2 separate regions of the Oryctolagus cuniculus genome follow, and region 1 is linked to region 2. A link is a contact called in public Hi-C data. All regions are on one chromosome and are shown on one strand. The core of a region is the stretch at or near the end of the contact, and the rest is flanking DNA. Distances in the headings are between cores, read along the strand shown. Region 1 holds the start of SH3BP5L (SH3 binding domain protein 5 like). Region 2 holds the start of LOC100354653 (olfactory receptor 2C3).

Region 1 (3,651 bases), core at 916-3,415, 390 kb after region 2:
TTCCACCGTGTCCACGGGGCGCGGCAGAGAATAAGTGACCGACTCACTCCAGAGACGAGGGCTCGCCACTGCTCCATCGGCAGCACGGACACAGAGCCGAGCCCACGCCGCCTCTGGTCCTCTTCCACCGTGTCCACGGGGCGCGGCAGAGAATACGTGACCGACTCACTCCAGAGACGAGGGCTCGCCACTGCTCCACCGGCAGCACGGACACAGAGCCGAGCCCACGCCGCCTCTGGCTCTCTGGGACTCACTGGAGGAGCCCAGTCCAGGCCTGCTGACAGGGGCCCAGGACGCTCCGCTCACCGCACAGGGGCAGTCACTTCCACAACAGTGGAGACGCAGTCCGGGCCCTGACCACCCAGGGGCCCCTCGTCATCCCCTGCCCCAGCAGCTGCCCCGGGGACCCTCTCACCCAATCCTGCGACACCACAGCCCAGCCTCAGCTGCCGGGTGGCTCCTCCTCGGGGACCTGTCTGTCCCGCCAACCAGACTGAACGCTCCAAGGCAAAAAAAACTGCTCTTGCATTCCCTTGGTAGATGCACTGTCCACAGAGGCGAGAATGTGCAGCAAAAATGGACCATGACTAACACAAACCTCCACAGGCCAAACCCTGATGCTACCTATGAAGCGGCTGCAAGGCTCACCATTCACAGACGTAAACATTCCCTTCTGAGAAGGCAGGAAGTGGGAAGAGTCCCTTAGCCTCAAAACGGCCTCTTCACCCACCCAGCAACTCACACAGCATTACTGATCACCAGCCCTGCTGGCTGCGGGGAAGTACACCACCATGCCCCCTCCCGTCCCCTCCCCACCCCTCCCCACTCCCACTCCCACCCGCAGAAGTGTGCTTCTGCCTCTGCCGTCCACTGGGTGCTCCGCTTCTTCAGGGACGCGAACACCCTGCGCTCCAGGCTCCCCGGCTGGGCCTCTCTGCAGCACACCGCACTCTGGACACGCCACGCGACCTTCCCAAGGGCCTGCTGACAACCTTGATTTCCTTTCCCGCCCGGCACGTGGGGGCACAGGTGTCAGGCCCGAAGCTGGCCCTCTTCTCACCTGGATCCTAGGGTCCAGTTCTTCCTCCTCCCTGGGGGACAACTTGGCCTCGCCGCTGCCGCCTCCGCCTCCTCCCGGCTCCTCTGCGCCTGGGCTCCTGGGGACTTCCTCCTCCACGGCCTCAGGCCGCAGCTCCCCCTGTGGGGTCTCCCGCCCCCCCGGAGCCTGTCTGAACTCCGCCATGCGGCCCGGGAGAGGGCAGGGCCCTAGGCACAAGGCAGGACTGCCATGCTGGGACCAGGGCCCCAGCCTGAGGCCTGGGGGGCTCTGGATGGCAGAGGCGGCAGGAGGCAGAGCCTCGCAGCCGACTAGAGGCGGAACGTCACGCTGCCGGCGGGCCTGCTGGAGCTAACGCCTCGGCCGCGCAGACCTTCTTCCCTCCTCACCGCCGGGAGTCCACGCAGGGAGACCCGGAGCTGCGGCTCCGAGGCAGGGGGCACAGGCGGCCTGGATCCTGGGCCGAGGCCTGCGAAGAGGAGCACCATTCGGGAGGGTGGAGGCGGGCGGCGCCTCCAGGCTGTGGCGGCGGCGGGAGAGAAGGCTGAGCCGCAGCAGAGGCCGCGGGGCGGGCGTCTCTGGGGAGCTGCAGGGGAGACAAAGGGCCGGCGTCTGGTCCAGTCCGCCTCAGAACCGCGGCCACCAGCCCCTCCCGACCTCCCGCCTCCCAGGGCTGCACCCCTGCATTCCCACCTGCGCACCCGCCACGTCCCTTCCGGGCCCCCAAGGACTTCAGGTCCGACCCGGCCCCGCGCCAGCCCCTCTCACCCCAACCGACACCTGCACGCCTCCCTCGGGGGCCCGCTCTCCGGCGCCCCAGCCCCGCCCCACGCCCCTCGCCCCAAGCCTGCGGAGCAGCCCTGCCGCCTCCCACCGCAACCCCTCCGCACCCCCAAAGCCCTGCCCCAGGAATCCGCATAGGCGCCGCGAAAGCTCCCTTCGTAGCCTTACCTCAGTTTACCTTCCCGGCCGCGGAGCTCCGCGGCTGCAAACAATCTTCCCCCGCCCTGCTCACAACAAGCCGGCCCAACCAAAACGACCGGGCCGGCCGGAAGCGGAAGTGCCTCACTGGGTGACCACGCCCCTGCCGCGCCCCCGCCCGCGGGGCTTCATGAGGGTTTCCGGATGCGGCACCCCGCCCAGCCTTCGCCGTATTTTCCGTACAGGACTCCGCTCAGCCTCAGCTTACGCTGCGTGCAGCCCATTTCCCACCGGTGCTGAGTGAAATAAAGATACAGGCTGGCGGTTGTGAGAAGGACCCGGGCGAGTGGCAGGAATCAGGAGTAGGAAAGTGTTTGAAATAAAGCCCATCGGGCGGCTCGCCGCCGCGGAGCGGACGCCGCCATCTTGCCTTACGGCCCCGGGCCGCCGGCTGTGGGAACGCCCAGGAAGGCGGGGCGACGCCGGAAATGAGCTCGTGGACTTCCGGTTGCCGTGGCTGGGGCTGCCGCGGCCTGAGGCGAGGGGCTGAGCGCTGAGCCGCCGAGTGGGTTTCCAGAGCGGCTTCCCGTCCGGTGGGGTAAGGCGCGGACCCTGGGGCTGTGCGGGGCGCCGCCCGGCTCCCTTACGTGCCGTCCGGAGGGCCTGCGGCCCCTCGCCCTCTCCCCAGCCCCGGGGTGAGCGCACCCCCAGAGCGAACGTGGCTCCCTCGAGTGTGGCGCGGCCTGACCCCACCTGCTTCTACGCCGGGGGCGGTTGATGTTGCGGCCGGCGGCGGCGGCGCGGGTTGCGTCTCCGTAGTTGTCCTGTAAGGGCTCGCGGTTCCATCCTGGACAGCAGCTCTGCAGCTGCCTTCCCGTGCAGCCTCTGGTGCGTATCGGACCCCCGGGTTCCCCAGCCCCGCGACCCTCGTCTGGCTCCTGCCGCTGCCAGCCCTCAGCTGGTCTGCGCTAAGATCGTCGATCTGACCCCGCGAAGTCCCGGCGTCCGGCCTGGGTATTTCTGCCTCGTCCTGCGTGTCCTTCACTTCCCTGGGGGCTGGTCGAGTCCTGGGGTCTGTTGCGTTTCAAAAGGTGCCGCGATTTTGGACAGCGATGACCAAAACGATGCTGTCTCAGTGTTACGGTGCTCATTTTGTAAACCGATCCACTCGCACTAATTGGGACACAACCTGGAAATTACATATATGTGGTAAATATTGTAAAAAGTGTCAGAAAAAGATCTTTACCCAAACTATATGGAAGGCACATTAACTTTTTTTTTTTTTTTTTAAGATTTATTCACTTTGAAAGTTACAGAGAGAGGGAGAAATGACAGAGAGAGGTTTTCCATCTGCATGGCCACAGTGCCCACTGCTGGGACAGGCTGAAGCCAGGAGCTTCACTGGGGCCTCCCAGAGGGTGGCAGGGCTCAAACACGTGCACCGCTTTTCCCAGGCCATTTTCAGGAAGCGGGATCAGAAATGGAGCATCCAGGACGTGAGCCGACACCCATGTGGGTTGCCAGCATTGCAGGTGGAGGCTTTAGCAGCTGTGTCACAATGCCAGCCCTTACATTTTCTTTTCCCCCCCTTTTAAGAAGTAATTTATTTGAAAGGCAGAGTTACAGAGAGGCACAGGCAGAGAGAAAGAGAGGTTTTCTATCCACTGGTTCAC
Region 2 (3,370 bases), core at 377-2,876:
GCAGAATTAAATTATAAAGAATTAACAGAATCATGTATCAGTGAACATCAGTGAAACATAAACAGTTAACAAGATGGCAGTCAACCTATGCATATGTATATAAATATATAAATATACACGCAACAGAGCAATATGACCATTGAAACAATATAACAGAACGATACACCCACTAACTACAGATTAAAATAGAGAACACTTTTCTCTTTGCTTTGGCCTGGAAATTATATAGGAGCACATTTATTTCAGATTTCTGTCTGCCTCAGATCCCAGCAACTATCAGAATGAAAATCACATTCCAAATATCTAGCCCTCCAAAATAAATATTTAAAATGTTATTTTATTTGAGTGGCAAACACACACACACCTCCATGGAACAAGACATCATCTAGTTCACTTCATCCTTTAGTTCACTTCTGAAATACCTGCAACCATCTAGCTGAGCCAAGACTGGGAGCCAGGAACCCATTCAGGTCTGCCACAAGGTGGGCGGGAACCCAATCACTTGAGCCATCATTCGCTGCCTCCCTGGGTCTGCATTAGTTGGAAGCTGGAGTTGGGACCTAGGTGCTTTGATGTGGGATGTGGGTTGTAAAAGTCCACCATCCAGAATTGGTTCTGATGACTCAGAACTTAGTTTTCCTCCTCGAAAATGGCTGCAGTGCTAAGCCTGCCCCTGTTTCCCCAGGAAGCTGCAGCAGTCCTCTGAGACGAGGTGCCAGAGAGCCTTCTGTACATCCTTGTTCCTCAGGGTGTAAATGAGTGGGTTCAGTGTGGGCGTGGCCACGGTGTAGAACAGAGCCACAAACTTGCCCTGCTCGTGAGAGCTGCTCTTGGCTGGCTGCAGGTACATGAAGATGATGCTCCCATAGAACAGGGTCACAACCGCCACATGGGAGGAGCAGGTGTTGAGCGCCTTTCTCCGCCCTTCCACTGACCTGATGTTTGCCACAGCCCTGGCGATGTGGCCATAGGAGACAAGGATCAGGCCCAGGGGCAGGACGACAAACAGGAAGCTGGCCACATACATCTCCAGCTCGTTGTGGCTGGTATCCACACACGCAAGCTGCATGATGAGAGGCATCTCACAGAAGAAGTGGTCAATGCGGTTGTTTCCGCACAGAGGCAGAAGCAGGGTGAGTGTGGAGCCCACCACACTGGTGCTCAGACCCCCGAGCCACGAGGCCAGGGCCAGGCCAAGGCACAGCTGTGGGCGCATGATGACTATGTAGTGCAGGGGCCTGCAGATGGCGGCGTAGCGGTCATAGGACATGACAGCCAGCAGGACACACTCGGTGGCCCCCAGCCAGTGAGAGATGTAGAACTGGACCACACAGCCTGCATAGCTTATGGTTTTCTGCGGTCCCCAGAGGTGGGCCAGGAGTTGCGGGACAATGCTGGTGGTGAAGCTAATGTCCAGGAAGGAGAGGTTGGCAAGGAAGAAGTACATGGGCGTGTGCAGGTGCACGTCCACACAGGAGACCAGGATGATGAGGCCATTGCCCAGGACAGACACGACATAAAACCCCAGGACAACTGGGAAGAGCACAGATTCCAGTGAGGGCCGTGCCGAGAAGCCCAGGAGTATGAAGACTGGAGGGGAGCTTGTGTTGGCTCCTTCCATTGTCAGCCACAGCTGCATGCAGGGATGAAAGGCCCCCTGGGGGTGTGTGTGCGGGGGAGGGGGCACAGGACAGGAGAGGTGGAATGACTGCATCAGGGAGTGGCATGAGAAGCAGTTACCGGCCCCCAGCTGCCCATGAGTGTCGCTGCCTTAGCTTCTCGGAGGCCAGCTTGCAGCGTGTGATGGGAGCCTGAGGATGGGCAGAGCCTGGGGAAAATGAACATTTATGCAAAATTCTGGACACGGATTTTGTGATTGAAACATCACTCATTGCAGCGACATCGGGACTCACCTGAGTGTTTACTGGTGAAATGTTCAGCAGGCAGGGGCAGTGCTTCCTGTGATAACCACTGGGCAGGCATTAGAACTGTGTCCATCCTCACAGGCCCTGGTGGTTTTCTTCTGTGTCGTCAAGTCTATCCAGGCCCTTGTCCCTTCTTGCCAGGTTGGCTGCCCCTGGCTATGCAGGTCCTACCATTGTTTGTCACCTGAATTGTGATCTGTTCCCCTGCAGGTGATCCTAGCATAGTCGGGGGCTGCAGTAGGATGGGTAAGATCTCCCCTGCTGCCTTGGTGCAAGGCTTGCGGCTCTGTTCCACATTGATGGTGCTTCCCCCCCATGGCATCCGCACACCCATTCTGTCACCTCTCTAGGTCACTTTTCAAAAGCCACCTTCTGGCTGAAGCCCCCCTCCTGGTGTTGTATGAGATAGAAACCCCCCTCACCCCCACTCCTTCTCTCCATCTCCTGGATTTGGTTTGTACACAGCACCTGTTCCCTGGTTGTGGGTACACTGACATTGGTTCTGTTTACTGCCATCTCATTTTGCTACATCACAGATGCCACAGAGCTAGGACTTCCTATCCATTCAGTTTACTTCTGCATCCCCAGTGCCAAGCCCCAGGTCTGAATCACAGAGGTCCCTCTGTTGGCATTCAGGGAATGCAGCAGTGAACCCAGGGAACAAAGCTGTTTGAACCTTGTGCAGCCCTGCAGGGCAGGATAAGAGCACTAACCAGACACAGCTGCAGGCCGCCCGGGAAAGGACTTGGGCAGCTGTGGCTGCAGAGGGGCCCAGCTGCCCTCCACTCTTGCACAGATCGTGGTGAACAATCCCAGCTTAGCAGGCATGTCTGAAGCCAGAGGATTCCACAGGGGAAGCTGGACAATTGCAGGCCTCTTCAGACATCCCCAGAAACCACTGTGTTTTAAGAGGAAGTATCAGTTTATTCTAACCCAGTTTTACCCAAGCGTGGGGACCAGAGCAGATATGGAGACAGCTGTTAGCTTTCCAGTTCCAGAGAGGGGACTTTACCTGTCCCTCTGACTGCAAGCTGACCAGGCACCATGGACATGGACACGCACTGTGTTCCCAGTGCTGTAAAGCACATGCAGGTTTTCCATGGTGTAGGCATAGCCACGGACCCTGGGCATTTGCCCAAACCCCCACACACTGCTGTGACACTGAGATGTTGGTGATTCCCACACCAGCAGGTGTGTGTGTGTGTGTGTGTGTGTGTGTGTGTGGTGTGGTGGGAGGAGCCCTGGGGAGTAGGGTCCCACTCCTGCAGATCAGGAGGCAGCCGGCACCTGCTGTGGTGTGGATGTGGGAGAAGGGAGGCAAGCTGGAACAGTCACACACGGTGGAGCTTTACGAGTCCTCTGAAGAGAGCCGCAGCAGCTGAGCTGGAATGGGAGGCTATGTGACAAGGGCAGTGAGTGTGCCTGCGTGCAGGTGTGCCTGGTGT

Evidence for each region. Hi-C and Micro-C count contacts between places; a contact is called where the count stands out from the background.
Region 1: a contact with region 2 is called in a Hi-C map of an unstated tissue, with 3 times the contacts expected there. The contact joins the promoter of SH3BP5L here to the promoter of LOC100354653 in region 2. A contact is called at or near these places in 2 of 6 Hi-C or Micro-C datasets (ear pinna and an unstated tissue).

Annotation. Positions count from the first base shown.
Region 1 is chr6:2,199,097-2,202,747 of mOryCun1.1, forward strand. It overlaps SH3BP5L (SH3 binding domain protein 5 like), which reads right to left and starts at 2,166. Exons shown (of 8, transcript XR_011389626.1): 1 at 2,009-2,166; 2 at 1,061-1,643. ZNF672 (zinc finger protein 672) reads left to right here and starts at 2,488. Exons shown (of 3, transcript XM_070075962.1): 1 at 2,488-2,576.
Region 2 is chr6:1,809,025-1,812,394 of mOryCun1.1, forward strand. LOC100354653 (olfactory receptor 2C3) reads right to left here and starts at 1,627. Exons shown (of 1, transcript XM_002723165.4): 1 at 662-1,627. The coding sequence starts at 1,621. The coding sequence ends at 662.